Linked DNA regions of Mus musculus: region 2 is linked to region 1. The links are chromatin contacts, called in public Hi-C maps. All regions are on one chromosome and are shown on one strand. The core of a region is the stretch at or near the end of the contact, and the rest is flanking DNA. Distances in the headings are between cores, read along the strand shown.

The links. Hi-C and Micro-C count contacts between places; a contact is called where the count stands out from the background.
Region 2: a contact with region 1 is called in a Hi-C map of cerebral cortex, with 2.0 times the contacts expected there. The contact joins two enhancer-like sites. A contact is called at or near these places in 2 of 484 Hi-C or Micro-C datasets (the G1E-ER4 cell line and cerebral cortex) and 1 of 115 datasets of contacts at active chromatin or transcription factors (astrocytes).

Annotation. Positions count from the first base shown.
Region 1 is chr12:28,703,332-28,707,251 of GRCm38.p6, forward strand. Trappc12 (trafficking protein particle complex 12) reads right to left here. Exons shown (of 12, transcript NM_178811.5): 7 at 195-267. Among named protein-coding and RNA genes, the nearest start is that of Mir6937, 26 kb to the left of the region's middle. Within about 2 kb of position 1,335, at least 30 of the 459 cell types and tissues checked have an H3K27ac peak or open chromatin away from gene starts, as enhancers often do. A contact at or near this core is called in cerebral cortex, where this site is marked.
Region 2 is chr12:29,700,508-29,704,736 of GRCm38.p6, forward strand. All of the region lies in intron 3 of Myt1l (myelin transcription factor 1-like), which reads left to right. Among named protein-coding and RNA genes, the nearest start is that of C630031E19Rik, 16 kb to the left of the region's middle. Within about 2 kb of position 2,279, at least 76 of the 459 cell types and tissues checked have an H3K27ac peak or open chromatin away from gene starts, as enhancers often do. A contact at or near this core is called in cerebral cortex, where this site is marked.

The DNA of each region.
Region 1 (3,920 bases), core at 85-2,584:
TGTCCTCAGCCCATGTGTACTTCTCATTACTGGGTAAAAGCCCACGTCCTTCCTCTCACCTATCCAGAGTAGATGCTACAGGGGAAATGGGTGAAGGGGACATCCACTGTTGGGTAAGAGTGGGGACCAACTATACTGTTGAGCCTTGCATATCCGAGCGAGTGGTGTTCAGCCAACAGAAGGGCAATGCTCACCTTGCCTGCTTTCCTGGGTGACGCTGCTCAGACCACCATCTTCAGCTAAGCCTTGCTCCAAGTTGGCCAAGATCTGCAGTCATTTCAAACAAGGACAACAAAACTGTAAGTGGATTTGTGGCTACACTGTCCTCATATATTTCAGACACAGCAAATTTCTCTTGGTGAAAACCAATCAGGCAAGGAATGTTCACAAGAGATGCGTCTTTTACATTGTGATGTCTACCAGTTACCAGGAGGTAACGAGAAGAGCAGGCCCTACTCTCTGGTGGAAGGTAGAATTTAGGCTTATGAGACTCATAGAGCCTTCTCAGACACTGAACACTGTGGGCGTTCAGTTTTTCTTTTCATGAAAAGCTGTACACAAGAGTGATCAAGTGCTGTGGGAGCATCAGCCCCGCCTTTCTCCGGGGTGCCAGTGAGCCTCCAGCCTTTTCTTCAGCACTGGGTCCATTTTGTAAAGCTGGTACTTTGCATAGTTTTGATTGTTTGGTTAAAACCTTTCCATTGTTTCATCTGTATTTGGGTTTTCCCTGAAAGAAAAGCTTCTATGGTCCCTGTGACACAGGGAAAAGATTTAGTATTTTATTATTACTTTGAAGGGCAGGGTGTGAATATATGTTAAGAGTAAAGACTATGTGTAGGAGGAAAACAGGCATAATGTTCATGGAAAAGGTCTTCATGCAGTCTGTCTGCTCTGTGGAAAACCCAGCCTTCCTCCTCCCACCTGCTGGGTGACATTACCCCAGGGGCTACCCCTAGGAGGCAGGTAGGCAGTGGACGGCACCACTGACTGTCCTCTCTTCACTCATCCACGCCACAGTGGGCGCCCTCCTTTGTAAAGTCATTATTTTGTATAAGCAAGAGAACAATTAGCTGTGGAATGTGACTCGGGGAAACATGTGGGGCTCACGACTGTGACCTCTGAGAGATTCAAGGGACCGACACGGGGTTAAAGACTGTGACCTTTGAGAGAAACGAGCCAGATCAAACCAGGTCAAATGGCATGTCCCAGCTAATTTGTCTTCTGATGAGTAATCGTGAAGGCAGAAACCGACAAGGGACTGAAGTCTTAACCCCCGCAGGCTGGAGTGCGCGGAGCCAGGAAGGAAGGGAAGGGATCAGGGACAGCAGAGGGCACCAGCATTCAGGACCGAGTCCGAGAGCTCAGGGAACTAGGACAAAGGCTGGCATTTACACTTAGGACAGAAACCACACACCAAAGGCTGGCATTTACACTTAGGACAGAAACCACACACGGCAGGAAGGCGACAGTTCTCTGGGTCTCAGGGCCGTGGAGGATCTATGTGCACAACTGTGCTCCAAGCCTACCACACCATGTATTTCAGAACAGTCCGATCTCTGTACTAGGCATTCAGGGCTGGGGGAAGCTGTATCTATGGAGCCCTGGCGAGCTCAGCCAGCACCCACTGGGAGGGTGGAATCTGCCTAATGTTCTGGCTCTGAAGGAGAAGTGGGGCACTTCATAGGAGCAGCAGCAGAGAATCGGGAACAAGGAGGGGCTCCCCACTGCAGTGTATGGGGTGGCAAAGGCAGAGCCACTGAGGACTCTACTACCTGCTCTGGGCTTTCCTGGCCTTGTGACACTCTGTGGAATCCTCTTCTTTCTATATGTGTTATGGCTTAGATGTAAAATGATCCCCCCTCATTGTTTAATGCCCACGTGCTAAGCTGGTGGCACTACTGAGAGGTTCTAGAAATCTCACAAAGTAAGGCTTAGCTGGTGGAAGCAGGTACCAGGAAAAGGTCCTTGGGACCATTTGGTTCCCTAGCTATTTATGTTATCAAGTGAACTGCTCATGCCATACAATCTTCCTGTGATGCTCTGCCAAAGTACATGGGGTCAAGTGACTAGCCTGAACCATCTGAAATCATGAATCAAAACAACCTCTGTACCGTAAAGTGGTCTGTGTTGGGCATGGGTCGCAGCGCTTTTAAGAACAGTCACTAACATAGCGTGTGTCCACACAGCACAAGAGACTCGAGCAACTTACAGCCTTTCTCAACCCCTGTGAGTTGGGTAAGGACTATGTGAAGAGTTCCAGGGTCTGCAGTGTCCCAGGCCACTAAGTGGCTTGAGCACCAGTGGGAAGGACAGCCACCCAAGGTTGTGACCACAGTGAGAAGGGCATGTCCAGCGCAGGGTTCTGACCCTTTTAGAGAATGTAGATACTGCAGGGAGAGGCTGAATTTGTGAATATGGTATCCCTCCACCCACAGGCCCATCTCGTCCTGGAAACAAGAGCCAGAGATCGAGTATCAGCTAGGCCCCACTCAGCAGGCACAATGTACTGGGGTTCTGGAATATGCTCTGAGGGCAGAGGCCCCATTAAGCACAGGTGGCAGAATGATAATGCCTTGAAGCAGGTCTACAGGAGGATGGCTGGCACTTCTACTGTATTTTATTGGATAAACCTGAAGATGAAAGGACTTCTTTCACCTCTACCAAATTTAAATAAAGAGTCCACTGTAGCCAGTGCCCACAATGCCGACATGGGCATGAGACAGCGTCTCAGTTGCTCCTTTACCCAGAAGCTGTACCTCCCTCTTTCCCTGCCCCCCCACACCCAGAATCAGGTGATGACACAGAGAAGCTTTGGGGGAGATTCAGCCAAAGGTGCTGGCAGGCAGTGCCACAGAAGCAGGCAATCTGCAAACCCAGGTCATGGCTCTCAGGTAGGACACTGAAGCTATGACTACAGGTCAGTTGGATAGCTTATTTTGTAATAAGAAAAGGGAAGATGTTGTCTCAGTTCTTTGAGTGGCTTTCTAGGATGGGTACTTGAGCCTGGTCCCTTGGGAGTTCCTGCCCTAAATCCATTAGAATTTGGGAGAGGTGAAATCCTTTCCCCCTCTCACAAAACAGATCTTACAGTCTGCCTTAGGCTGGTTTTGAACTCATGGGTTCACGTGTTCCTCCTCCTTTGGTCAGCCAGTGGTTAAGACTTTGTTGTATACTGTATGCAACCCAAATCTGTTCTGAGACAACACCTTGTAAAGAGCAAAATGCAGGGTGAGATGACAACATGGGACAGTGACCTCACAGGACTAGGCACTGCACAGTGCAGAGTGGCTACACGGGACTGAGTGAACACAAAGGAGAATGTGTGTTCTCGTGGGTGAGTGGGGTGTCTGGGCAGAAAGGGCTGTACAGCTCACCCTCACCTCAGGGAGCTCTGCTGTAAACTACAGGGAATCACGGGCATGACACTGTCAGCCCAGAGCACAAACGGTTCCTCTTCCCCCAGCCCTTCCTGCCTTTGGTGGAGTGAGGCACAGGCGCAGTGGTAACTCCAGGCACCGTGAGATGCTGCTTCAGGTCCAGGATGACTTAAGCTTATCATCTCTAATGTCTATTTCTCACCTGGACGCCCCAACACTCTGTTCTCGTCAGCATTACAGACTGTGGGGCTCCATGGAGAATGTACTTATAGTGTTTTGTAAACTTTAAAAGTGCCGAGGGAAAATTAATTACATGGAACAGCAACAAGAAATTAAAAAAATTAAAACTGCTCCTCCGCCTCAGATTTTTCCTGTGGTCTTTTTTTTCTGCCTTCATCCCTGTAACAAATATAAAAGGGTTGGAAATGCGTGATCTGGGAGCAATGAGGCTAATGCTTGCTGACTGCTAAGTAGTAAGTGGGTCTCTAGAACTTCTGGGAGCTTTCTCAGCAGGCTGTGTGGGATGCTGTGGCCTACACTGAG
Region 2 (4,229 bases), core at 1,029-3,528, 1.0 Mb after region 1:
ACGTGACATTGAGGTAGGAATGAGGTGGGGTGAGATAAGGTAAGATTAGGTAGGGTGAAGAAGGGTGAAGGTCAGGCGGAGTGAGTGAAGAGAGGTGAGGTGAATGAGGAGAGAGTGAGGAGAGGGTGAGGTGAGGGTGAGGTGAGGGTTGGGGTCATGTGAGTGTGAGAATGAGAATAAAGACGAAGGAGAAGATGGGGTGAGGATAAAGATGAGGATGAGGTGAGGGTGACAGTGAAGGTAAGGGGGAGATGAGGGTAAAGATGAAGGTGAGTTAAGGGTGAAGTGAGGTAAGGTAGGGTGAAGATGAGCATGAGGGGTGTGCTAAGGGTGAGCTGAGATGGAGCTGAAGATGCAGGTGATATGTGCTGAGGTGACCATGGGGGTAAGGGGAAAGATGAGAATGAGGGGAGGAAGTGTGAGGGGAGCTATGAGCTGAGGTGATCTTGGGAAAGGGACGAGGGTGGGGTGAGGTGAGATGAGGTGGGGTGGGGTGGGGTGAGGTGAGGTGAGGTGAGGTGAGGTGAGGTGAGGTGAGGTGAGGAGAAGTGAGGTGAGGTGAGGTGAGGTGAGGTGGGGTGGGGTGGGGTGAGGTGAGGTGAGGTGAGGTGAGCTGAGGTGAGGTGAATTAAAGTGAGGTGAGAAAGGAATAGCTCCCATTTCCCTCCCAGCTCCCAGTCCTCACATTTTATCTCCTGGAGCATAAGCATGTGTTTCTTCTCCTGGGTAGCAGAGGGCCCAGCCCTGCTTGGCTATGACACCCAGATCTTTCACAGATGCATCTCATCACCATCAACTCGGTCCCAGACTTTCTTAAACTCTAAACCTTCTTCCCTTGCACCACGGCTCTCAGTTCTGCAGAGACCAGGAACTGGACAGAGATAGCAGCTATACTGCCTCCATTGTGTTATGGCACTTCCATCGTTTAAGGGAAACAGTCGGTCTGGATGAGCAGGTGGCAGTTTAGCCACCTTGCCTCAACAGCAAATGACAAACAGGATCTGAGACTGGTTGTGAATAAGTCTTTGTGCCATGTAACAGGCAAGGGCTGCAAATGTGAGCACAGGGAATTTTCTGTGAAAACCCTGTTTTTTTCTGGGTACTTTTTCCTGAGATTCCATGGTAAGCCTTACCAAGCTTTCAGGGTTTAGGGAATGGTTTTCCAATGTTCGGTCTTCCAGACTTCCTTTTATGCTTTTCAAACTGAATAAAAACAAAGAGGCCAAAAAGGGAAGCTGCCCTTCCTCTGAAGGGCTATATCTAGATCTTTCATCTTGCTGAAAATCCCGAGATGGTCTGCTGAGAAGCAGGACTGAATCTGCTTCTGCAGGAAGGTCAACACTGGATGGGCAAAACCGCACCTGCTCCTGTGATTTAGTAACTTCCACTAGCGAGTGGCCGCTGGGGCTAAAGAAATCCTGTCGCTGTCACAGTGAGAGTGAACAAAGGAGCTAGCCTGCCTACCTTTGGGGGGAGGGGGATGGAAGCCACTGGGTCTTGTCTGTGCAGTCTTAGCTTTGTTTCCAGGTCACCAGTGCTTTTATTGTTTAGCCTACTGGTGCTATGAGGAGTTCTGAGGTCCCTGCTGGGCTGGGCTTGCTGTGGGAGTATCCAGACCTCTCAGCCGTCAGCAGGCTGCCTGGCTCCCAGGAGGTCACTTCAGGCCTGGCCATCTAACTTTAACAGCTGTTGGCATCTCCTCATGTCCTCACAGGCACTGATAGAAGCAAAAACATTGCAAATCCTGCTCCCTCTGTGGCTTGGCATGGCCACATGTCCCCAACTGCAGCAGACAAGAGGATAAATCCTGGTTTTTGCAAAGGCTACCATGCATAAGCTGATAGTCAAAGGATCTTCCAGTTCTTCCCAGGGTGTCCTAGGATCCCAGCCTTTGCTCTCTGGGTACCAGAAGCAATTTTCTTTTCTCCACATTTGTGACATCATGTGTTTCCACACATCACTAGACAGTCACTGAGAGAGAAACTACCTACTGTGTAGAATGAGGTGAGACTGGTGGCTCCGAATAATCCACTGCAACCATTCATTTGAACTCTGCCTAGGTTGTCTGTGTGACCCTCAGAAACAATACCATGTAACCTAACTCCTGAGTTGCACAAAGCTATTTCCTTTTTGTTCATATTATTTGAAAAGCATAAAATATTTGTACTGGTAAAAAGGTAATTTTGTCTCTTAAAGGCCACAGGAAAATGAGGCCTGTATGTCCCTTTGTCCAGTGTTTAGTTTTTGGCAGCCTGCCCAGGATTCAGCTCCTTCCCATCTCTGTGAGGAGAGACTGAGATCAGCCTAGGAGCTAGGCACAGATGGGAGTGTTCACGGAGCACTCTCCGGCTGCGAGCACATATCCTGCAGAGTGCAGAAGTCTCTTTGGGAGCCACACGCAAGTGTAACATGGGGATATGTTTAAATAGAAGAGCTTCAAAACCAGTTTTGTCTAGCCATATGTGAAGGACTGTGCACAAAGGAGCTATTTCTGGTGCTCTGGGCTCAGCAACCCATAGTGAACCCCGTAGTAAGCTCAGAGCATCTCATGACCAATGGCCTTTCTCCCGAGAGTGAATCCCACAGGAACAGCAAGAGGGATGGTATGGGAACAGGGACAGGGGGTGGAGAAACAGGAGTCAGTGAGGGAGGCCTCTGAGTGCACGGCACTGGAAGTGTCATCAGGAGGACCTCACCAGCTGACATCCATATCCAGGGAAGGGAAGGAAAAAAGAGGGAAGTAAGCCAGGGCATGATGGAGTATCCCCAGCACAGACAACCAGCCAGAAGCATGGAATCCCTTTGGAGAAAAGTGTTTGCTGCCCATCCCTCTAGCCTGGAGGGGATGCAGAGCCTGTATGCTCAGTGACAGGGGCTGAAACTCCCGGTTCAGATTCCCTGGCTCAGTGCTGTTGGGGAAGCCAATCTTTGCACCTAGTGTCCCCAGCACTACTTCCTGTTTGTGGAACAACAGGAGAGCCTTGGGGGAAGCCTGTGTGCTGTGGAGGGCACCTTCCCTTTGGTAGAAATTGTGTTTCGTGCATCTGACAGACCAAACAGCCAGCTGTCTGTCATCTCATGACTCAGCGTGATTCCTAACACTTCATAAAAGGAGCAGATGTGTTTCGCTGGCATTTCATGGGGGGGGGGGGAAGCTACGATGACACTTCCAGGTACAACCCCACCTGTGTTTGTAGAGTGGTGCAATGTTTTCTTGGCTTTTGATCAAGAAACAGCACAGACGCTGTGGCCACCCACCCATTGTGAAGCTCACATTCTGACTCCCATGCCGTTTAAGTACAGGATACTGTGGCCTCCCTCACAGGGCTGCGGTGACCACTGTACTAACAGAAAGAGGAGGCACAGTGTTATTAATAGTTTAGAATCTAGTGCCACTTTGCTCCCAGCAGCTCGGCCCTTTAACTGTGGGCTGGTCCTGCTGCTACAGTGGTCCCTCTCCTCACCTGTAATGGGGACTTTTTTTATATCCAGTACCTGCTGCAAGGGGAGGGCCTGCTATCCCGCTCAGGACTCCTGCCCTGGGTCCATTTACCAGTCACTTATGCTTAGACTGGAAACTCATTGACAGCATTTTCTAAAGGATACTCTCCCAGAATTGGCCTACTATGTGCAATCTCTCTCTGAGGAGCACTGTCTCATGACATTGCAGTTGTCTTTGGGGGGGGGCGGGGAGGGTTCGAGACAGGGTTTCTCTGTATAGCCCTGGCTGTCCTGGAACTCACTTTGTAGACCAGGCTGGCTTCGAACTCAGAAATCTGCCTGCCTCTGCCTCCTGAGTGCTGGGATTAAAGGGGTGTGCCACCACACCCGGCTAACATTGCAGTTGTCTTATGCCACCTTCTGTGTTGCCCAAGCTGAAGTAAGCAAGCATTCTGCACACGCAGCCTGCAGACTAGAGGCCTCTTTTATCTGTCCTCATGCTGTATATTCAGAGCAGATGGTACTCACTTGCTGTTTATGCCACAGCCAGTGATCTCTGTTCCCCCATGCTATAGAAGGAATGAAAGCTCAGAGAGGTTGAGTAACTCTGCCATGGTCACAGAGCAGCATGTTAGAGCATTGCAGTTTCCAGGGTAAGAAGCCATCAGATAGTTTTAAACTCCTGTTTAAAACTATGGTAGACACACTGTGACTTTTGTGGCCTTCCTTTTCCTCTTTTGACATGATTTATTTGTAGTACCTGGGACGAGCCTGGTAGAGATGACTAT